Linked DNA regions of Sus scrofa: region 2 is linked to region 1. The links are chromatin contacts, called in public targeted proximity ligation maps. All regions are on one chromosome and are shown on one strand. The core of a region is the stretch at or near the end of the contact, and the rest is flanking DNA. Distances in the headings are between cores, read along the strand shown. Region 1 has its middle 32 kb from the start of TRIB1. Region 2 overlaps NSMCE2 (E3 SUMO-protein ligase NSE2).

What was found.
Region 2: a targeted proximity ligation map of skeletal muscle shows a contact between it and region 1. A contact is called at or near these places in 1 of 47 Hi-C or Micro-C datasets (skeletal muscle) and 2 of 2 datasets of targeted methods (alveolar macrophages and skeletal muscle).

What each region holds. Positions count from the first base shown.
Region 1 is chr4:14,263,949-14,268,307 of Sscrofa11.1, reverse strand. No RefSeq gene overlaps it. Among named protein-coding and RNA genes, the nearest start is that of TRIB1, 32 kb to the left of the region's middle.
Region 2 is chr4:14,550,567-14,554,925 of Sscrofa11.1, reverse strand. All of the region lies in intron 2 of NSMCE2 (E3 SUMO-protein ligase NSE2), which reads left to right. Among named protein-coding and RNA genes, the nearest start is that of WASHC5, 45 kb to the left of the region's middle.

The sequences.
Region 1 (4,359 bases), core at 1,133-3,632:
CAGTTACAACCTACACCACAGCTCAGCAATGCCAGATCTTTATGCTTGAACCACTGTTCCGGGCCTGGAATGGAACCAGCATCCCAGTGCTCCAGAGATACCACTGATCTCCCTGCGCCGCAGTGGAAACTCCAAGCCCTTGGCTCTTTTCCACAAAGCTAATGTCAAACCAAGCCCTAGGGGTGGGCAGCATGGTGCTTTGCAAAACGCTCTGAATCTTGAGCTAGAAGGTTTGGGTTCAATTTAAAATTAATGAAAATGGCCTGTTAGGGGTGGGGGTGGGGTAGCATACAAAAAGCCAGCTCCTGTACTAAAAGCCCTGTGTGTATTGTGTCATCCGATCCTCCTCATATTATGAGATGATACTCCTACTAAGGGGAGTTCCACATTCTCGAGCATTTATTACGTGCCAGGGCTGTTTAGAGAGCTCGCTGCAGCCCATCTCATTTCCTTTTCACAGTAACCCTCTGAGTGCCTCCATCTCAAGCACGGAGCTTGAGCAGTTTCACCTCTGTGATCATCCAGGACCTAGACTAAGGCACAGAACCTCTCCCAACAGGCTCCCTAGGCTTTCTCCCACTTACTACAGTCTTAGCCCCACCCACAAGTGACCCTGCTTTTGACCTCTAGCAGTAGAGATGAGTTCGGCCCATTTCAAAAAAATTATTTTTATGAAGGTGAAATTCGCATAAGAAAATGAATGAGTTGACGTTCCAGGGGCCTTTAGTACATTCGCAATGTTGTGCAACCATCATCTCCATCCAGATCCAAAACATTTTCATCGCTCTGCAGGGAAACCCCATACTCATTAAGCTGCTGGCCCACTTTGAATAACAAGGAGAATGAATCATGCAGTGTAGCCCTTTGGGTTTGTTTGGCTTCTTTCTCCCCCATATGTTGCTGAGTGTCATGTGCCTTGGGTACCAGTATCATCCCCATCTTAGAGATGAGGAAACTAAGCACAGAGGTGAAATAACCTGTCCACCGTCACTCAACTGGTACATGATGGAGCTCTGACCCCTGGTAGTGTGGCCATGGAACCCCATTCCTGGAGCATGCGCCATACTGCAGGGGCAGGGAACCAGCTCCAGGGAGTAAGGCAATGAGTTGAAGGCAGCCAGCCAGGGTTTCAGCAAGACTGCAGAGACAAAGCTGTTGACAACTAGGCTGTTTTTCCCTTGACTAACTAAATGAGCTTGGGGTCTTTTTCCTAGCCTCAGTGTCTCAATCTCAGTAAAGCCTTCTCAACCTTCCTTGGTGGGCTGTGGGAAGCTTGGTTGAGAGCCCTCATAAACATTGGGGTGCCATACAAACCCATTCATCAGGATTATGGCTCTAGGATGTCACGTTTCTTTGGGAACTTGGTGGAGGCTGGATGAGCCCTGGAGGAGACCCGGCACTGCTTGGGGATGGGTGGCAGGCCCTTCCTGTTCTCTCTGAGTGTTTGGAGAGCTTTAATATTTCCTGTGCTTGGCTCCATCCAGAGTTATTGTTTCAAACCCCTAAAAGCTAGGGTCTCTCCCTTTAAGGAAGTTAGTTCTCCCTCAGAAATATCCCTTCCCAGTCTTGTGGTCAAAAGCATATGCCTCCTCTGGACATGCCCTGTGAGAATTCCACAGGCTGGCATTGTTATCTTTATGAAGTTAATTCTCTGTTGGTCCAGAAGTCAGATTAGGAGCAAAAAGAAAGTCAAATGACCAGACGTGCTTGAGGGGATGGTGCTTGGTTGAAATGAGCCGCACTACTTACCCGGGACCAGAGAGCTTGCATTTTATCCTTGTCTACATAGTGGACTCACTAGTTTCAATCCTATGAGTGAATAAAACAATGTCATATCATGAGGTGTTATACTCCTGAATAACAATTCTCCTCTGGCAGGCACTGGGGGTTCCCTCGAAGTTTCCAGAATCCTTCTCAATCCTGTAGCCATTCTGGGCTACCCTGGGAACATGAACCCTTTGGGCACCAAGTCTTCCACTTTAACCTTGTTTAAATCCCAACGCTTCCCTTTTCAAGTGGTTTCTAAGGGGAAAAATAAAAAGAATGTTCCAGAACACCCTGCTGGCTCAGGGATGATTTGCTAGAGCTGTTTCCTGGATTACGACCTCTTCTCCCATCAGCAAATCATGTGAAACAAACTCCTGTCAGCTGTAAACCCTGAATGTGGGAAAAAGAGCTGACACACAGGGCTCGTTTTCGTAAAGTTGACATTTCTCATGAATAGCAAATTCCTGAAAGTGGGCAGATGACCAAGACCAGGAATTCTCATTAGCTGGTGATAATCAGGCCTGACTCTGGCTGCGGAAGGCAGCTGGGAGGGGAGGTCCATCCGCGTGGGAGGGGCCACCGCTGATAACGGACCCACACAGCAGCCGGATCGCCTGCTAAGATCCTAACACGCTCTGAACGGGCTGGTCATCCTTTCGCCTCTCCCGCAGCTCCGACCCTCCCCCGGGGACCCCCACCTCCGCACACACCGGCAGCCAGAGGGTTAGTGCTGACCCAGCGAAGGCCTTCCAGACAAGGTCCAGCTGGGCTCTGAGCCTCGTTTGGAGGGATCTGTGACACACTGGTGGGTAAATAAATGACATGTCCCCTCCCGGCTGTGGGGTGACAGTTCCTTCCTCAGGCCCTGCAGAGACGGAGGCTCTGGCCCCAGCCTGCTTCCTGCTTCCTGAGAATGTGACCTCCGATCCCCCCTCTTTAGAGTTGAAGGACAACTAGGAAATGAGTTAAGCTGATTGTTTCCCATCCAGAAGCCCGATCCCACCCTCTCACATCCACGTTCCCCAAACAGTCAGCATTAGCAATTTTTTTCCCCCTACCCTCATCTCTGTAGCATTTCCTGGTTTTCCCAAACAGAATGAGTCACTTCCTTTTCTGTGTTCCCACAATGCTCAGAAGCCACCATATCTCTGTGATCCAATTTTATTTTATGAACTTTGCAATTTTTCTCCTCTGGGCATAGGAAAGCTTGTGAATATTTCTTTTTCTCTTTTTGCTTTGGCCTCTGGGAAGCTCGAGTTCCAATTTGAGTGGTATAATTTACATAAATAGGATGCATAAACTGCATATAGTTTGATGAGCTTAACAAATGTATACACCCATGTAACCACCGCTATAATCATGATATGCAACATATTTCTTTTTTTTTTTTATGTTCCTTGATAGGCTTTTTTTTTTTTTTTTTAATAATTTTTTTAAATTTTCCCACTGTACAGCAAGGGGGTCAGGTTATCCTTACATGTATACATTACAATTACATTTTTTCCCCCACCCTTTGTTCTGTTATGATATGCAACATATTTCTATTATCCCATATTCCCTTGTACCTGGTCCCAATTACCACCGATCTGCTCATAGCTGCCGTTTATTAAATTCACATTTTCCAGAGATTTGTATAAATGGAAACATATAGTATGTGGTCTTCTCTATCTGGCTTTGTTCCCTTGGCATAACGCTTTTGAGATGCTCCCGTAGTTTTGTGTATACCAGCAGGATTCCTTTTTATTGCTTAGTAGTATTCCATTGTATGGATATATCACAGTTTGCTTGTTCATTCTCCTGTTGATAGACACATAAGCAGTTCCGTTTCTGGGCTATTATGAATATAACTTCTCTCATCATTTATATCTAAGTTCATATGTAGAAAAAAAAGGCAGTTGATGTAGGCAGTTCAAGGTTCTCCCAAGAAATATAGCCAATAGGATCTATCTATCTATCTATCTATCTATCATCTTTCTATTATTTTTTATTTATTGGAATTGGCTCACATAATTATGGGGGCTCTCAAGTTTCTAGATCTGGCAGCTGGCAATCTGGAGACCCAGGAGAGCCGATGTTTTAGTTTGAGTCTGAAGGCAGTAAAAAAGTTATTGTCCTAGATCAAAGGCAGTCAGAAAAGAAGAATTCCCTTTGATAGGGGGAATGGTCAAGTTTTTTGTTCTCTTCAGGCCTTCAACTGTCTGGATGAGACCTGCTGGCATGAGGGAGGGTGATCTGTTTTACTCAGTCTGCGGATTTATGTGTTAACGGTATCCAAAAACATCCTCACAGAAACAACTAGAATAATATTTGATTAAGTATCTGTGGCCCAATCAAGTAAACCCATAAAATTGGCCATCACAGTGGGTGTAAGTGGATGAACAAATAACCATATGATCTAACTGGATTTTATCTTTTGGTGGGCAGTAGGTATAGATCATAATTAATTGAATTTTTTTGTAGTACAAGTTATTCTAAGTAAATTATTCTCCCTTTTTTACCTTACTAAACTTCCATGTACACATGGCAATCTTGACAAATATCTCTGGAGCTTGTATATCTTTTTTTTTTTTTCCGGCCATGCTCATGTGATGT
Region 2 (4,359 bases), core at 891-3,390, 290 kb before region 1:
CGTCTGGCAGCGTAAAGAGGTGGTGTAGACATGGAGCTGGGATGGCCATGCTCTGGGGTTGAGGAGGGAAGGTGTCATCACGCCTGTTTCACTGAAGGCAGATCTGCTGAAGACTTGACGGATGATGAGGGAACTTCTTTGGTGCTGGGTCCTGTGCTCCGGGACCTTTTTCAGCTGTGTTTCCCAAACCTTAGGGCTGGGCCTCAGGGAAGAGGATTTCTCTCTAGTGTAATCCTTAGGCTGCTGCTTAGGACAGACACTGCTTGGGAGGGACCTTATTTAGTAGAGTTGCTCAAGAAGCTGCATCTCTTAGAGGCATCAGTTACCTTCCCTTCTTGCTGAACTGGTGGCTGGTGTGGAACCAAAGTCTGATTGGTCTGTTGACCACGCCCACCTGGGCCTAGGGAAGCCGAGATAAAGGATCTTTATCTCCATTTTTCTTTTCTTTCTTTCTTTTCTTTTCTTTTTTTTTTTTTTTTTTTTTTGTCTTTTTGCCTTTTCTAGGACCACACCCATGGCATATGGAGGTTCCTAGGCTAGGGGTCCAATTGGAGCTGTAGCCGCTGGCCCATGCCAGAGCCACAGCAACGCCAGATCCGAGCCGTGTCTGCAACCTACACCACAGCTCACGGCAACGCCAGATCCTTAACCTACTGAGCAAGGCCAGGAATCGAACCTGCAACCTCATGGTTCCTGGTCAGATTCGTTAACCACTGAGCCACAACAGGAACTCCTATCTCCATTTTTTAAACCAGTGACCTAGACTGTGGTGTTATGTTGAGCAAATAAGGTGGGAATAGACACTAGGCAATTTTGGAACTCACCCTGGATAAGTGCTCACGAGTCCATACTGTGCTGCATAAGAATTAGCACAGTGTTACAGGCTTACTACCTGCATGGTTTAGCCACAGAAGACCTGGAGTGTGTCTCACCTGAGTCTGCCTACATCTGTAAAAATAGCTAAATCTCCATTCCTCTCCTTATTCAGGTCTATCTCTTCTCCCTCATTTTGCCCTAGTCTTTTATATTCAAGATAACCCGCGTTGTTTTCATGTAATTATTTTGCTTTCTTGTTCCTGCTTCAGCTATCATCTTCCTCTCATTGAAGTCCCATGAATTTTAAGTTGAATTTGATTGCAACACATAATCACCCATTTCTGCTTAATGTTTTACTGATCATGTAACTTCAATGCCTTATTCAACACTTCAAAAGAGAGAATAGTAATAGTTATAATACCACTGTTAGAGCGTTTTGACGTTAAGTAACAGGCGACATGTCTAATGGTTACATGGTTACATGGTTAGCGTGGCTGCCTGGATCGCATAATTACACGTTTGTATGACTTTAGGAGACTCATATACAGGCCAACTGCATCCATTCAGATACTTATGTAAATATCAGAGCACTTCAGTCTAAAATGAAGCCCTCCTTCAGTTATTATCATTCTTTGTATTTTCTTAGGGTTTACCACTGAACAGGAAAAAGCTAAACGAAACAGAAACTGTCTTTAAAGAATGGGTTTAATTCTATGGCCCTTCCTGGTCTAAATAACACTTTCTGAGTTCTTTGGGTACCATTAGCAGCCCACGACATTCGGGAGAGTGCTGAGCGGGCTCACAGGGTATAGACAAACCAGATTTGCAGGAGGACAGCTGTGGTACTGGCGTACTTACAGAAGCACTTATATTTTTATAATATAAATCAAAGATAATCTGCACCCTCTGGACTTGATTTGCTGGGGCAGGGGTAGGGGGCTGTATTTCAGCTACTACTGAACTGACTTCTTGGAGCACTCGCTTAATTGGTGTGCCAGATGTGTTACACAGCTCTCACCGAGCCTCCCCACTCTCTCCAGGAGACGGCCCCACGCACTCATTGGCTGAAAGAGGTATGTTGCAGGGTATCACTTAGGTTCATTTGATTAACATAAGCAAGGGTCGATTATAGGGAATGAAAGCGTATTGAAGAAATGAGTCTATTCCTAGACTCAGACCCCACTTGGCCAGCCAAGGACAGTCAAAAGCATAGGTAGTGGAAATGGTTTTGACACTCAGAAGTATCTTTGCCAGCTGGAGCCTTCCAGGGCCCTTTCCCTTCCCCTTAAACATTTCTCTGCTGCTGCCATCAAGTGGCTGCTGCTGCCATCTCTGTTGCAGCTGGTGTTCTTGGCCTGGTGCAGGTTGACCTACCAGCAGCTAGAGCTGACTTAGTTATTCTCCTGGCATTCAGTGAGTGTCCTGATTGCTCTTACAGCCCCTCCAGTAAGCCTCGTGGACGGGGAAGACCACTCTCTTCACCAACCTTAAAATTTAGTAATCTTCTCAAAGGGGAAAAGCATTTCCTTTTTGTCCTCGGTTTCCTCGGCTAGGAATTTGGAAAAGCTTTTCCTGGATCAGGCCTGTTAGCATTTGAGTGGCATTGGCTAGTGTCCTACTTGGAACAGGCCACCTGGAACTGAGATGAAGCTCAGGGCCATGGCAGTCTTCTTCTTCCCCCTGCCCCGAGGGTTTGTTCCCTGGATATTTATGGAGGCGTTGGAGCTGCTTGTCCTTCTTGTGTTTAAGCACCTTTTAGTCCAGGCGGACAAGTGTGCAAACGTTGCACCTTGAAGGTCTGAGTTGGAGGCGTAGCTCTGCCGCTCACAACCTTTGTGTCCTAGAGCAAGTTACTTCAACTGCTTAGTGTTTCGGTTTTCTTATATGTAAAGCAGAGATAAAGCTACCTATCTCTTAATGTTGCTGTGAGGTTTAATGTAAATATTGTGTTCAGTACGATCTCGGCGCATAACACAAGTCTTAGTTACAGCTGTTATTATTATTATATGTATATTTTTAATCATGGCAGTCACTTTCCAGGCTTGCAGAGGTGTACAGTAATATTTTCCTCTTTGAAATTGTCATCCTGTGAACGTTAACATCACTTTTATAATGCCCCCCGCCCTGCACTGGTGCCAACATTTTTCCATAGGAAAAGTGAAATGAAAATAGAACAGGCAAATGAATTTCTATTACATGTCTTCTTTACATTTTGACTCAATTGAATATCAGAGGCAGGGCAATTTGTAGTTTGGTAAAAGTTTGATTTTCAAATTTATATGATGGCCACATAAGAATCTTGAAGGAAGAGTTGCTGTAATTCTTTGTTGAATTCCAGGAGCATTAAAGCATCATTCTTGCCCTCCAATGGATTAAAGTTTGTTTGGAGAAGTGAGACAAATTCATATAAGAAGACAAGACCGTTTATATTTAAAAGCGCCAAAGTATCAACTGTAGATGTTAAGATAAATTGAGACCCTTCTAGGCTGGTAGAGATTAAAAGCAGGAAGGGCTTGAGTTCAGCTCTTGAAGGATGTGTAGGATTTGGTTGGTGTGGATTTCTAGGAAGGGCTTTCTCTGTAAGAGTGGGAGAATTGGGGTAGTGGGCTTCTATATGGTGGAATAAGGGGCAGGGAACCTTTGGCTGGTCAGTCCCTCGGCACCTCCCTATCTCCAAGCCACTTTCAGTCAACAGCTAGTTCCCTGTTTATGTGTTTATCCCTCTTTTCCTCCTGAGTTCTTCAGGGACTTATTTAGTTCTTTTGCCTGCCTCATGCAAAGCTATGCTCTTTCCCCAACGCACTTCTTATTAGCAGCATGGGGCACGTTCCCTGTGCCTTTCTTTGCTTGGTATTTCTAAAACAGGAATACAAATAAATAACATCCTTTAAAAGAGGGAAACAAGGGTTAACAAGAACAAAAAGAATCACAAAAATAATCTAAAATAGCTGTGGATATTCTCTTGGCCTCTCTTCTAGATACCGCTGTGGGAGTCCCTTCTAGATCTTTCTTCCATCTTTGGCCCCTCCAAGCCCCTTCCCCCAGTGGACCAAAACACTGACTTGAGTCTGAACTTACCTGACTGAGCATCACTTCAGGTGTGGGGTGGTTCTCAGTTCTTTTCCGGAGGAGCTTCCTGCTCTCTCCCGGTGCCTTCCCTTTGTTGCCTTAGGCTACCCTGTTCAGCACTTGGGTGCTCAAGCTTGCCCCAACATCGCTGGGCCCTGGAGCCTGAGCCGAGGCTGCGTGTGAGCCACAGTTGGCCTCGGCAGATGCTTCCCTTAGGCTCCATGCCATCAAATATTGGCCCAGCCATCGCGGGCATTCTCCTTTGCAGGGAAGGCCTTGTATTCGAGATCACTGGCTGGCTCAAGCCTTGCTGTTTTCCATGGGACCTTGATCATCCTGCTTACTTTGCAAACCTCATTTTTAATGTCAAAGGCACATTTGTAAGTGCTTTCAAAAGTTAACACATTTAATTCCAGAGAGAGGTTGCCAACATTCTGTCAATTCCCATTGATTTAAGCCCCAACAAATTTTATT